Regions from separate parts of the Mus musculus genome. Here region 1 is linked to region 2. Evidence: chromatin contacts called from public promoter capture Hi-C data. All regions are on one chromosome and are shown on one strand. The core of a region is the stretch at or near the end of the contact, and the rest is flanking DNA. Distances in the headings are between cores, read along the strand shown.

Evidence for each region. Promoter capture Hi-C pulls out the DNA fragments that hold promoters and counts their contacts.
Region 1: a promoter capture Hi-C map of pre-B cells shows a contact between it and region 2. The contact joins the promoter of Chst7 here to the promoter of Slc9a7 in region 2. A contact is called at or near these places in 18 of 39 promoter capture datasets (the 3T3-L1 cell line, 3T3-L1-derived adipocytes, the C10 cell line and 9 more), 2 of 484 Hi-C or Micro-C datasets (both in embryonic stem cells), 5 of 115 datasets of contacts at active chromatin or transcription factors (astrocytes, embryonic forebrain, embryonic stem cells and 1 more) and 2 of 9 other capture datasets (adipose tissue and macrophages).

The regions. Positions count from the first base shown.
Region 1 is chrX:20,056,560-20,062,785 of GRCm38.p6, reverse strand. It overlaps Chst7 (carbohydrate (N-acetylglucosamino) sulfotransferase 7), which reads right to left and starts at 3,216. Exons shown (of 2, transcript NM_021715.1): 1 at 1,578-3,216. The coding sequence starts at 3,070. The coding sequence ends at 1,616.
Region 2 is chrX:20,287,013-20,293,730 of GRCm38.p6, reverse strand. It overlaps Slc9a7 (solute carrier family 9 (sodium/hydrogen exchanger), member 7), which reads left to right and starts at 1,904. Exons shown (of 17, transcript NM_177353.4): 1 at 1,904-2,371. The coding sequence starts at 2,047.

The DNA.
Region 1 (6,226 bases), core at 1,967-4,466, 230 kb after region 2:
TAGTGTGTTGGAACAAATTGGGAGAAGGCTGTGGAACAAAATTTCTAGGAGATTCTCATGTCTTAAAACCATAAAATGCTACAGCTTTTGACCAGGAGATGAGTGTCTTGAAGTCTGTGATGGTGAGTTAGGAACCATTATGTTTCCTACGTAAATATGGCTACGATAATAGGATGGTTTTGTTAAGATGAGGAGTCACCCTGTGTCTTACTTTCCTTCTCTATGAAAATCAGGAAAGAAGACAGACTTCCTAGCAATTACAAAAACTGATTTGATTACTGGGAGAAGCAAATTCAATTAGCCAGCTTCCCCAAACCACTCTACTAACCAAAAAGAAAAAAGAAAAAAAAATCCATCTTCATTAACATCTTCAACCTTTGTCCCTCCAGTCCATCCCCAGGGAATACTGAATTACACTATAAAATAATGAATGGAAACTTAAGTCACTTCCGGCCTTCCTGCAATGCTTTTCTTCCTCCTCTGGTCTGCACTGTACAGAAGGCAGCAGGCACTCTTCCAATTCACAGGGTTTGGGGAAATGCATTCCCATGCCACTGACTAGATTCCTATGGTGAGCATCATACAGAACAGTCTTCCCTTGGCCCAGTGTTACACGCCATCTGTTAACTCAATACTGGACACATATAGAGAGAGCCTTTTTGAGGCCATTTTAGCAACCACTTTATAGAAAATGGCAAAAAAAGAGGGGTTTACTTGACAAATTGTTAACTGCCAGTCTAAAGCCCCATCTATCAAAAAAAAAAAAATGCCATGATGAAGTTGGGGAAAACCCAGCCCAGCCTTCTTAGAGCACCAGAGGAAGCTGATCAAGCAGCTTTTGTGACCTGTGGTCAGATATCCTGCAAACAGCAGTCAGCCTCTGAGAGAGGGGAAGAGAAGAGGGAAAAGGGCCCACGAAGCCAGGGGAAAGGAATGTCAGTTCTACTTGTTTGTAATAGGGTTGGAAACACACAAATGTGTTGCAAGAGCTGCCTTACTGTGCCTGTGTGCTTAGTACCCAGGAGGAGAGCCCTGGAGCTGTAGAAGAGAAAGACAAAGAAATATCAGACAGAAAAATTAAGGATAAATAGGAGCAAAAATTCAAACTTTTTCACAACACCTTGTTTTTGCTTTTCTTTTGACAGCAGACAACCATGGCAAAATGTTGTCCCACAGGATAAACAGGCATATGCCTGGAAGGACTTCCTAAACCCTATACTCCACTCCATGTTAGTTACCTTTCTCAAGTTGCATTGGGGTGCTTTAGACTTTCTCTACTGGCTTTGGACTTTAGATGCCTTATAAAGGGGGCTGGGAGAGCAGACCTGGAGGCTGCTTCAGCTACCTTTACACAACTTCTCTCACTTCCAAGACCTCCTCTGAGAAGGTAAGGAACGAACTCACTGAAGCACCTCAAATCTATCAAACAAGACATGATCTTGGATGTGATCTGATAGCTTGTGATTCAGGACAGCATTGACCCCTCTAACCACCCTTCAACTCCCCTCCCCGAACCCCGCTGGTTGTTTCAGGATTCCCCCTCCCCAAATACTGTTCCTTATACTGTGTCACTTTACCTGAATACGCCCCGGGGCAGGGTTCAGGGATCAGGGTATTACACAGCCCAATTGGCCTTGGTCTCCAGTGGTGTCTCCCCTTCCCTGACGGTCTTCCTGTCGCGTTCGTCCCCACTTCGAGGGTAGGCAAGCAGACGCATGGCAGGGGCGCAGGCGGTTTCCACTTGGCGCACCTGCTCTTGGCTCAGACGTTCGCGCCAGGCGTGCACAGCCTCTCGGGCGTCCCGCGCAGACAAGTGGAAGGGACGATCGGCGCCGTAGGCCGAGCCCCGCGTCATATTGAATGCGAAGGCATCAAGCGCGGCGAGTGTCCGCAACCCAGAGAAGCGCAGCAGGCGGCGCAGCTGGGCTTGGGGCTGCCACACCAGGTCCTCATAACGCAGCCGCAGGTAGCGACGCCTCAGCCAGGCGGGCGCGCCGCGGGTGAATAGCAGGTCGCGAAGCCACGCTTCACAGATCACCTCAAGCGCGCTGGTTAAGAAGAAATCAGCGCGTGGCGCCGAGGGCAGAGCCCGGGCCTGGCCTCCCGGACGGGCATCCACTCCATGCGCCAGCAGCACCCGGTGGAAGTGGTCGCCCCTCTGGCGCGTGCGCAGCACCTGGATGCTTTCGCGCAGCAGTCCCTGCCTCGACTTGAGGCGCGAGTTGTGCACGGCCCGAGGGTCTCGGAAGAGTTGCACCACCTTTAGGTTGAGGCCTGGGTCACGCAGCAGAGGGACCAGCACTCCCAGGTCCAGTAGCCGCACGTCTTTGATGACCACCACCGGGTACTTGCGGCACTCGGCCTCCAGGGCGCGGAGCGAAACGGGCGGGCAGGTACTTTCGCAGGCTTTGTCCTCGACGAGTCCCACGTCCGCGCGTGCCCGGGGCGCGGCGGGGCACAGAGGCGGCGAGCAGATGACCTTGTTGGTCCGCCAGCGGAAAAGCATGGCCGTGGTGAGGTTGGCCGAGTCCGGTGCTCGCTCCCCAGGGTCCCCAGGCTGCGCGTACAGGCGCAGCACAGAGAAATCACAGCGGAAGAGGGAGCGCAGCATGTCTCTTAGTGCGCCCTGCAGGCTCTCCGCGTCGCCCGGATACAGTGCCTGCCACAGATGCCACATGGGCTCGTACAAGTAGAAAACGTCCGGGTGCTGGTTGAAGAGTTCGCCCAAGAAGGACGAGCCGGTGCGCCAGGTGGCATGCACATAGATGTGTTGCTTTTCCTGGGTCACCGCCTCACCGACGGCGCTGAGGTTGCCGGGGGACCCGGGGGATCGATCCGGGTTTCCTTCGGCCAGGGACCGCACCTCAGCGCCCTGCTCACGTTCCCCGGCCGCCGCCGCCTCCAGGCTCCACACACCCAAGCTGCGCTGCAGGCCGGGGCAGTTCCTGCCCTTGTCCTGCTCGCTGTGGCTGTCCAGTACAGAGGGGACAAGAAGTAGCAAAAGCGTGTACAGCGCCAAGAGCAGCGTGAACTTGCAATACTCTCGGCGCCGCCGCCGCCGGCCCTTCATAGTTCACCGAATCCTCACTCTCCCCACCCAGAGCAGAGTAGGCGCCTGCTGGTTCTGTCCAGAAAACCCAGCCCAAAGTCCTCGGCTCCGGCCTCTTCGGGTCTCCCTCAATGTTGGGTGGAGCGGAGTGGAGCAGCCGGGCGGTGTATCCACTACAGGAAACTTGGGAGGCAGTGGTGGCGGCACACTCAGCCTCCTTCTTGGCTCAGCCTCTTGAGAGCGCTCATTGGCCGGTTCAGCAGCTGCAGGCCCTGCCCATGGTACCCGAAACTTCTCCCCGCCCACTTACGCTCTGCTCCTGGGTTTGCTCAACGCCGGGCTAGAGCTGGACAGGGCTGCCACAGGGCAGGGACACCCTCTGGGGTGCACTGAGTGTACTCCACCTTTCCCTAACTCCTTCAAAACGAATTTAAGTTTGCTAACCAACCAACTTCAGGCAAGGGAGAGTCACAATGTGTACAGAAGGCATCCAGTGACTGGACATGATTCCCCACCTGGAGAATGACACTTTTTTTCTTCCTGTTTTGGTCCCAGCAGAATCCAGAAGAGGGCACTGGATCACCAGAAACAAGAGTTGCAGATGGGTGTAATCAGAGCTATAGGTGTTTCAAACCAAACTTGGGTCTCCAGTAAGTGGTCTTAATCACTGAACTAATTCTCCAGCCCTTCTCTTGTATTCCTTATATATGAAAACTATTTATTTTGTATTTGTCAATCATTGTTTCTTGCCCACAATTCTCACACTTTCCAGCCACTTGTATATATATTCTTTATTTCTGATCCACCTTGCCCACTCCCTTTACATTTTTCTCAAATCTTCGTGTTCATCTAAAAGACTATGGGCAATTCTCTCTCTCTCTCTCTCTCTCTCAAATTATATTCGTGTGTGTGTGTGTGTGTGTGTGTGTGTGTGTGTGCGTGCGTGCCTGTGTGCCTGTGTGTGCACATGTATGGAGGTCAGAGGACAACATGAGGGAGTTGGTTCTCTTCTCTCATCTTGCATGTCCTGGAGACTGGCGATTGAACTCAGGTTGCTAGGATCAGCTCTAGGCAAGTGCTCTCACTGAGCCATCTTACTGGTCCTGTGCCATTATTTTAATAACACTCATGGCAATAAACTAAACTTCCTTGCCTTCTGTCATTCATTACTCCCCTAGAAAAGCCATTCTTTCCCAAACCCACAAACACAATTGCAAAACATTCCATAAAGGACATGTTTACACCAAGAGAAATTTAACACCATTAACCTCAGACATCCTGTCAATTCCAAATCTCAAGCCTCTAGGACTATTCAAAATTCTCTGCTCTTCTCCAACCAGGGGTACCACTGCACTCCTTTCCCAACAGTGTCATTACTTGCTACTTTTTTGTCAGAAGAAACCATGTTGAACCTCTTCATTTTCCATCAGTAACATTCACTCACTTATGTATTAATCTCCTTTGTAGCAAGGATACTATTTTGCAACATAAAATTAATAGCTTCCATTATATTTTTCCTTTTCCCTTTTTAAGCAAAAAAGGTTGCTCTGGGCTCACTTGGGGAGAAATATATGGCTGAGCAGAATGTAAATAACTTCTGTTGTTAGTTATAAAAACCTCAAGCCCAGTAATGGAGACAATAAAATTACAATTATCCTCCTCCAACTGTCCCTTTTGGCTTTATCTTCCAACACTAACTCTGAGATGGGAGAGGGACCTGGAGTCACAGCTCAGTTGATAGATAGTTGTGTGCCTCTGTGGGCCCATAGTGAGATATCCCTTCCTCCACTGAGGTACCAGCTGTACAATGGTATAGTATAGAATAGAGTTTATTCACGGCATGGGGAGGGTAGCTGAGAGGGTAGTAGAGACAGAGAAAGGCAGAGCAAGAGAAGAGACGAGTAGAGACTGGTCGTGAGCATGTGGAAGGGGGGAGGGGAATGGGGAGAGAGGGAAAAGAGGGTAAGGGTTAGCAAGGGCAGGAGAGAAAGAGAGAGGATGGGGCAAGTAGCTCCTTTTATAATGAGTCAGGCACACCTGGATATTTCCTGGTAACTGTGGGGCAGAGCCTAGACTAAATGCCAACATTACCCTGTTTTGGTTTAATTAAAAAAGGAAAATTTTGAAAAAGGCGATGGTGGAGCAGGAATAGGGTCATCATTGTGATCCTTAGCTACTTCCTGCTGACTCTGAGGTGACATGTCTCTAGGAAACCTAAGAAAATGGGTAATGGGATGTGGTCCTGCCTTAGGAGAGTTGGCTGTTTCCTTGCTATCTAGGGTCTGTGGAGCCATCTGTGGATAGATAGGAAAGAGCAGGTCCAGTAGAAACATCTGCATCTATGAGAGGAGATTGGAGCATCTGAGGGTGACTTCTCTGGAGCTCTCCTGGATGAATTAAATGCCTGGATGTGACAAGATGCTGAACACTCACACACACACACACACACACACACACACGCACACGCACACGCACACGCACACACACTATAGGTAGAGAATAAAGTTAAGTACGTTTGGGAGGGAACATTTATTTCTTTGGAAGTACATTTGAAACCCTTAGGTCTTGGTGGTTGTGGGTGAGGTAATTCCCAATTTCAGGGCACAGGAGATGAATTCTACCCTCTGGAGTAGGTAGATGTGCTTATTTGGATGGAGTCTATTTGGTCCATGAGAGGTAGTTATGAGTGGGTTTCCTGTAGCTTACACATTTACAAAGGAGATAGATTTGTTAACATTAACAGTCTTTAAGATGAGCTTAGGGAAAACAAAACCTTTTCGTGGAGCAGAAGGAGCAAGAAGGGCTTTTTTCTTCTGTCTAGGGGACTGGATATGTATACATTTAGCATAAAGAGAAACAATTTTAAATTTATATTTGTGGAACAAAGAAAACTCAAAACATTGACCTTGTGAATATTATAGTTGATCATATAGTTTAGCAAGAAAACCACATTAAGTCTATAGTTAAAAGGCAACCAAGGGAAACTTACATTTGAGCATGATATCTTATAGTGTAGATTCAGCACAAGAAAGACTTTAAGACAATCAAAGAGAATTTAAAATTTGAACTTGTGTTTATACAGTTGGATCATATAGTAGAATGTTTTATTAGAGTTAGGCTAATTTATATGAACTCTATTGGTTAATGTTAGGACAATGGCATAAGAAGGGGAGCATT
Region 2 (6,718 bases), core at 655-3,154:
TCAAATGGCATTTCTTCTATGTTCTCTGAGCATTAGGAGACCTATTTCCTCCTCTTTCTGGAGCTCTCTTTGTCTATATCAATTCACCCTTCTAGGTTGGCTTGAGTCTATTTTGGTGAAGACTGGAAGAAAAAATGAATGGTGAATTCACTGCTAATCCTGATTTGCTTTAGTTCTGCTGTTCTTCATGAAGTGAGCCGTCACCATTTTCTTTTCAGAATATTTAATGGCCTCTCTATGTAGTTTGCTCACGTTTGTTTTGGGATGGTCAGGTAAATCTTGTTATGTTGCCCAGGCTAACCTTGAACTCCCTAATTCAATTCCTCTCACCTCAGCCTCTGGAGTAGCTGTGATTATAGGCATAGAGACACCATACCTGGGGAAAATCAGTTGAGTGGATTAGTCTGTGTTAATTGGAATCAGAACCTTTGGGTTGCATAAGATAGTTTGCAAATATAACTATGTGTGGATAACAGTGTGTTTTCTTCGGTATATATTTATGAATAGGTGGGTGAGACTTTTCATGCTCTTCCCAAGTCAACTACTTTATGTGAGAATTAGTCTTCTGGTTGTCTGCTGTTAGAAGAAACCATTTTCAAATAGCATGGTCAATTAAAATAGGTCCAAATATTTCATTATCTCAGTTTGAGGCATGAACTATGCACAGTGAGGTGGTTCTTGTTTGCAGTGTCTCATATATTTGTGGAGGAGTAGCAAAAGATCCTGGCTAAAATCAAGATGAAGAGATTCCATGGTGTGAAGAAGGTACTATGCAGTTTTGTCTAAATGTTCACCTAGAGAGGATGTAGGTATGTTCTGAAGAGTTTCCCTGTGTCCTTCAGTGAATTCTCCTGACTGTAAAAACTCCTCTGGCCAAAAAAGCATGGGCAGTTGGTAGGGATCTCAGAGAGAGATTCAGCAAATAGAATGCTCAACATCAGGAGGTGACTGATCATATTAAGCTTTCTTTTCTTCCTTGACTTGAGAAACAAGGTGGTTGCTCTAGTTAGTCTAGAGAATAACTATTCTAGTTATTAGAATTTCTTCCAAAAGCTTTTGTCTTCTGAAGACCTTGTCCTAATTCGGAGCTGGGCTTGATCCTAAAAGCTTAACTAAAGCCCCCCCCCCCTTGTTTTCAAAGTTAACAGGAAGACAGCATTAAAAGGGTACCCTTGGTACACCATCTGCAGCTCTTCTACACAAAATGGCAAGAGTCTTTAGTTCTCTCTAATTCAACCCTCTTTCCCCAAGGGGATTAGTTGCAATCTAGATGCTGGAGGTATTTATTTCATGGCTCTCACGAATTGCCCTTACAACCCTGAAGCTGACTTGAACACAGTTTATTTGAATAATGCCTAAAAGACTCTGGGGAGTTCTGAAACTCTGGATACAGCCCGAAAGGTGAGAAAAATTGAAGTAGGTGGTGTGTATGTGTGTGTGTGTGTGTGCGCGCGCGTCCGTGTGTATAGACAGTGACATGACTTTGTAACTCCTGGGTACCCCCACTTTACTGGGCTCAGAGAGGCCACAGACCCCTGTGACTTCAAACTCTGAGCGTGGCGCTAAGGACAGGTCTGGAGACCTAGCAATGAATTGATCCAAGTTGATGTCCCTTGCCAGGAGCGAATGACCTCTGCCATCTCTTTTAGGTGACGTGGTAGCTACAACTCAGGAACTGGCTTGCCGACCCCAGACAGTCTGACCAGGTACGCTTGGACACGGCCAGCAGCTCGGTGGCGCAGTGGAAGGGCTAGCCGCCCTCCTGGCAGAGGGAGGATAGAGCTCGCCCCGCCCGGACAGCCAGCCTGGTGGCCTTGCTGCTCCTCTAGGCGGGGGATGAACAGGTGCGCGGGCGGGGGGTGGCGCTTGGGGATCCTGCGCACTGCGCGTGCCCCTCCCCCGCAGCTTGGCGCAGCCCTGGCCAGGCGCGAGCAGCGGGAGGAGGAGCTGCGGCTGTGGCCACCGGGGTAAGTCCGCGGCACCGCTGGAAGCTGCCGACGGCGCGAGCTGGTCCCCGCGTGGAAGAGGCACGGGCGACCCGGAGTCATGGAGCCTAGTGACGCGGCGCGCCCGGGTCCCGGGAGAGCTTTTCGGGGGCTGTCGCCGCGGCTGCTGCTGCTGCCACTGTTGCCTGTGCTGCTGGGTCGGGGGCTGCGGGCTGGGGCCGCGGCCTCCTCTGGGGCGGCGGCTGAGGACAGCAGCGCCATGGAGGAGCTTGCCACCGAGAAGGAGGCGGAGGAGAGCCACCGGCAGGACAGCGTGAGCCTGCTCACCTTCATCCTGCTGCTCACCCTCACCATCCTCACCATCTGGCTTTTCAAGCACCGCCGGGTGCGTTTCCTTCATGAGACCGGGCTGGCCATGATTTATGGTGAGTCCCCTGCTACTGCCACGGCCCAGGTCCCTAGGGCAGCTGGCCGTACTCCTCCCGGTGCCGCGCAGTGCTCCTGCTTCACTTCCAAATGAGTTTCTTCATTTGCGTTTCCCGCTGAGACGCTGTGGGTTTCCAAGGTCAACTGTCTGCATTTTTCTGGCTTTCTGCAACGGTTAAAAAGCATTTTGTGTGTGTGTGTGTGTGTGTGTGTGTGGGGGGGGGGGTGTTCCCGTTTCGACGTTTCTTTACTAGGAACTAAGATGAAAGATACAGAGGTGGCTCCTTGATCCCTTTGCTTCATTTTATCTCGGTTGTGCTGCTCTCCATCAGCATTGATTCCCCACTCCCCGCCCCAGTTTAGATCTGCAAAAGGTATTGGGGGATTTCCCAGGGAGCTGTGCCACCCCAGGGGACAGGCCACAGAGCGTGAGAAAGAGGGCTGAATGTAAATCTTGACTTGGGTTGCTCATGGTGGTCATCGCAGGTTGGTGCCCACTTCTGATGTTTGTGTTCTTTCATTTCTTGTTAATAAAGTGCAATGAGGAATACAGAGAAAGATGAGCGTGGTTTAGGACCCAGACTGATGACACCACAATGTCAGGCCTAACTAGAGACAGGTACCCTTATGTCTCATTGGGAAGTTATGCCTTTTGCAAGTCAAGGGTAGCTCTTATAACCCTAAAATATAACATACATTTCTGAGTTCGTGGAGAGAAAAGTGATGGTTTTAATCTTGGAGTCAGTCCTCTTTTGTTAAGGATGGGCTGATCCCACTATCCTTTCTGGATTTAGTGATTTAGTAGTATACAGCATATTACATGGGCAAGGCTAGGACATGGATAATAACAGCCACAATCTGAGTCATCCTGTTTTCTCTCTGTGTGCCTCCTGTCACCTCCACCCCCAATGGACTCCAAACTAGAGCCAAGCATTCTTTTTAATTTAATTCAGAGATGTTAACTCCCTCAAAGCAGCATCCTATAGTGGAGAGAGAAGGAGGGAGCCAGGGAGGAAGGGAGGGAGGGAGAGAGAGGGAGAGAGGGAGAGAGAGACTGACTGAGACTCTGATGGACTGTTTCACAAGCTAGAGCATGTTACTTCATCACAGTATATACTCCACTCAATTTCTATTCAGGGATCTCTGACAGAGAATGGAAAGCAGGTAGCTTAATCTTTAATGTGGAAATTACTCTTGGTCCTGGGCCTTACAGGTCTTATGGTTCCTGTTTAGTTATTAATAACCAGGGCTTATGGCTACCAAACCCTTTCAGAAAAATTGTATGAGGGACTAGTGCTGTCAGGAATCTTCCAGTATGGAAGTAGTGGCCTAAATAGATCTTGAAACCAGAAAACCATAAACCTAGTTGGTTATCGGAAAGCACAGGTCTCAGGACAGACTTTGGCCTCCATACCTGCTCATGGAGCCTTTGTAGTTTGTGTTATTTGGTCACAAATGAGTGACATGAGGAAAGCAGGTAAACTGAGATGTTTCCTAGCAGATAGTGAGGAACTGAAGTACGTTGCCATTTTAGGTTATTGACTCAGAGCCACGTTGGAAATGAAGACTGCCTTTGTATGTTTATACAAATCTATGAGAATATATTTATTTTACAAAATTCAGAGCCCACTCCTTAAAGAACAATGTGAAATAGGAAGTACATTTGGTGGGCTCATAAATGCATGTTCAAAGATACAAAAAATAAATGGGGATAAAAATATATTCTGAGGATTATCCTATGTTCATAGAAATTCAGTAATAGTTATCTTTGGCCTTTGTTTCGTTCAAGACAGGGTCTCACACAATAGCTTAGGCTGTCCTAAAACTCACTGTGTAGCCGTGGTTGGCCTTGCATTTCAGGGCAGTTCTGCCTCAGCCTGGGATGACAAGCATGAGCTAGCACACACAGCTCCAGTCATCTTTATTTTAATGCTTAAAGCAATAGTGGGATTTTCTTTTGCTGATATATACTTTAAAATTTCACCTCGGTGTTTTAGCCACTGGGACCACATGCCAGTATGCTGTTTCATTTTGTGGATAGTTGTGCTATAAATGATAAATCTCATAATATACCTGTATAATTTTGTCCTTTGTCTTTAGATCTTCTTGCTGCTTTTAAATGTATTGAGAGGTTTATTTTGTCAGTGTGCGATGTGCTGAGATATGTCAAATATTTATATGTTGTATGATGTGGGTTGTTTGTAATTGTGAGAAAACATTTTTCTGCAGGATATTTTATCTTCCGTTTCAATCTTCTCCTCGATCCAACTCTGAATTCTAATGTTACTTGATTAGCTAATCTTTCATTATATACTTAAGATTATTAGTGATAAGGCAGGAGACTCTGACCTGCACATGCATATTGGTGTGCACACCTGAACATACCTGTGCACGCACATGTATCTACTCACAGACAAAGAAATCAGATTTTATTTCTCCGCGGCAATAGAGGAAGTGAGTAGTTCTCCTGTCTCTGAGTAATGCAGGGCAGGAAGGCTCAGGGGAAGCACTGGTTGAGTATCTGTCTGCTGTGTGATAGGGATGCATAGTAATTTCTGGAAACTACAATTTAAATTTAAAATGCTTGTTATGTTTTTGTAAGTGAAGATGTTCAATTGTGAAATCCCCAAACCCTAAAGTCTTTTTAAAGTCTCATTCTTCTCATCTATTTTATTGGCATATATTCGTAGTACACAGTCCTGGATTTCATGAGAACATTTTAACACAAGTGTTTGGTACACATTGACAGTATTCTCTTCATACCCTGCTGTATCCTCCAGGTTTTTTTCCTCCTGCATTCTGCCATTTACCTTTTTTTTTCATTGAGCAACGTTTTTTCAACCTTCCGAATCCTGTGACCCTTTTATATACTTCCTTATGCTGTGGTGATCCCCAACCATAAAATTATTTTTGTTGCTACTTCATAACTGGAATTTTGTTACTATTCTGAATGGTAAATATTATGAATGTAAATATTTTTGGAAAAAGAGGTTTTCAAAGGAGTTGTGGCCACAGGTTGAGAACTCCTGCTTTAGACATTCAAGCTTCCATTTTCATGTCATGAATATATGCATAATTTTATGTTATATCTATGAAGTCTGGGATTTGCAAATGAGAGAAAATATGCAATATCTGTTTTTTGAGTCTGACTTAATTTACTTATTGCGATAATATGCAGCTGCACACATTTTCCTACACAGCACATAATTTCATCATTCTTGGATGAGTAAAATTCCATTATGTATGTATACCACATTCTCTTTATCCATTTGACAGATACGTAGGTTGGTTCCATAGTTTAGCTCTTGGGAATCCTGCTGCAGTAAACATGGATGTGCAAGTATCTTGTCTTGGAATCCTTTGAGTAAATATCCAGGAGTCTTCCACCTTTTTTCTATTGAACTGATATTTAATTTGACAGAAGTATCTTAGTATTAAACAAATAAACTAGTGTAGTTATAAATACCTCTGGAAGTATATGTAACAAACTAGGCCTTGGTTCCTTAGGGGACAGAACCTCAATGGCTGTGACTTGTGAGTCAAGGCAGATGTCACCATGAACTTTTTTGTCCATTTTGATTTTTGAACTGTAAAAGTGGTGTAAAATTATTTACTTACTACCACATCTATGCCTTCTTTCTGTAGGACTTGTGATGCATGTGCGTCTTACATCACTCACTTTAACACCCACATCTCCCTATTTAAATCATAGTATGTCATTCCACTGTCCCCAAGGAATAGTTATTACAGTAGAAATTTACACCAATAGATCCTGTAGTAGTAAGTACTTGCTCAGGTACAAAAGACCTAAAGATAAAAAGAGACACATTGTGAATGGTTAGCATTTGTGGTAAAAGACAAGGACCAAAAGACACTTATGATCATTTTCCCTGATAGGCCAAGGCAGCTACAAGGCAAAGTGTTCTCAGGCCCAACTTTCCAGGGATTTTGAAAGTAGCCCCCAGACCTTGACATGTTAGCTGTAGACATGTGGGTAAGGACTTAGCACAGCAATAGTCTAACTGTGTTGTTAGGCTAGGGAGCTCCTGGTTGTCTCTGTAGGCGATTTAGCACCATTTTGAAGTTACTGGCTCCTACATGTCTGGCTGTATAGTCCAAAATAAACTGTCAGTTAATTGTGGTTCTCTCTCACATTTACAGTAGTTCTACTTCCTCTATAGTGTTTTTGTGTCAACTCATGTGTATCCATAATAATATAATTGTGCCATAGTAGCCTACCACATGCTTTCTTTTTTTATTAGATATTTTCTTTATTTACATTTCAAATGCTATCCCGAAAGTCCCCTATACCCTCCCCCGCCCTGCTCCCCTACCCACCCACTCCC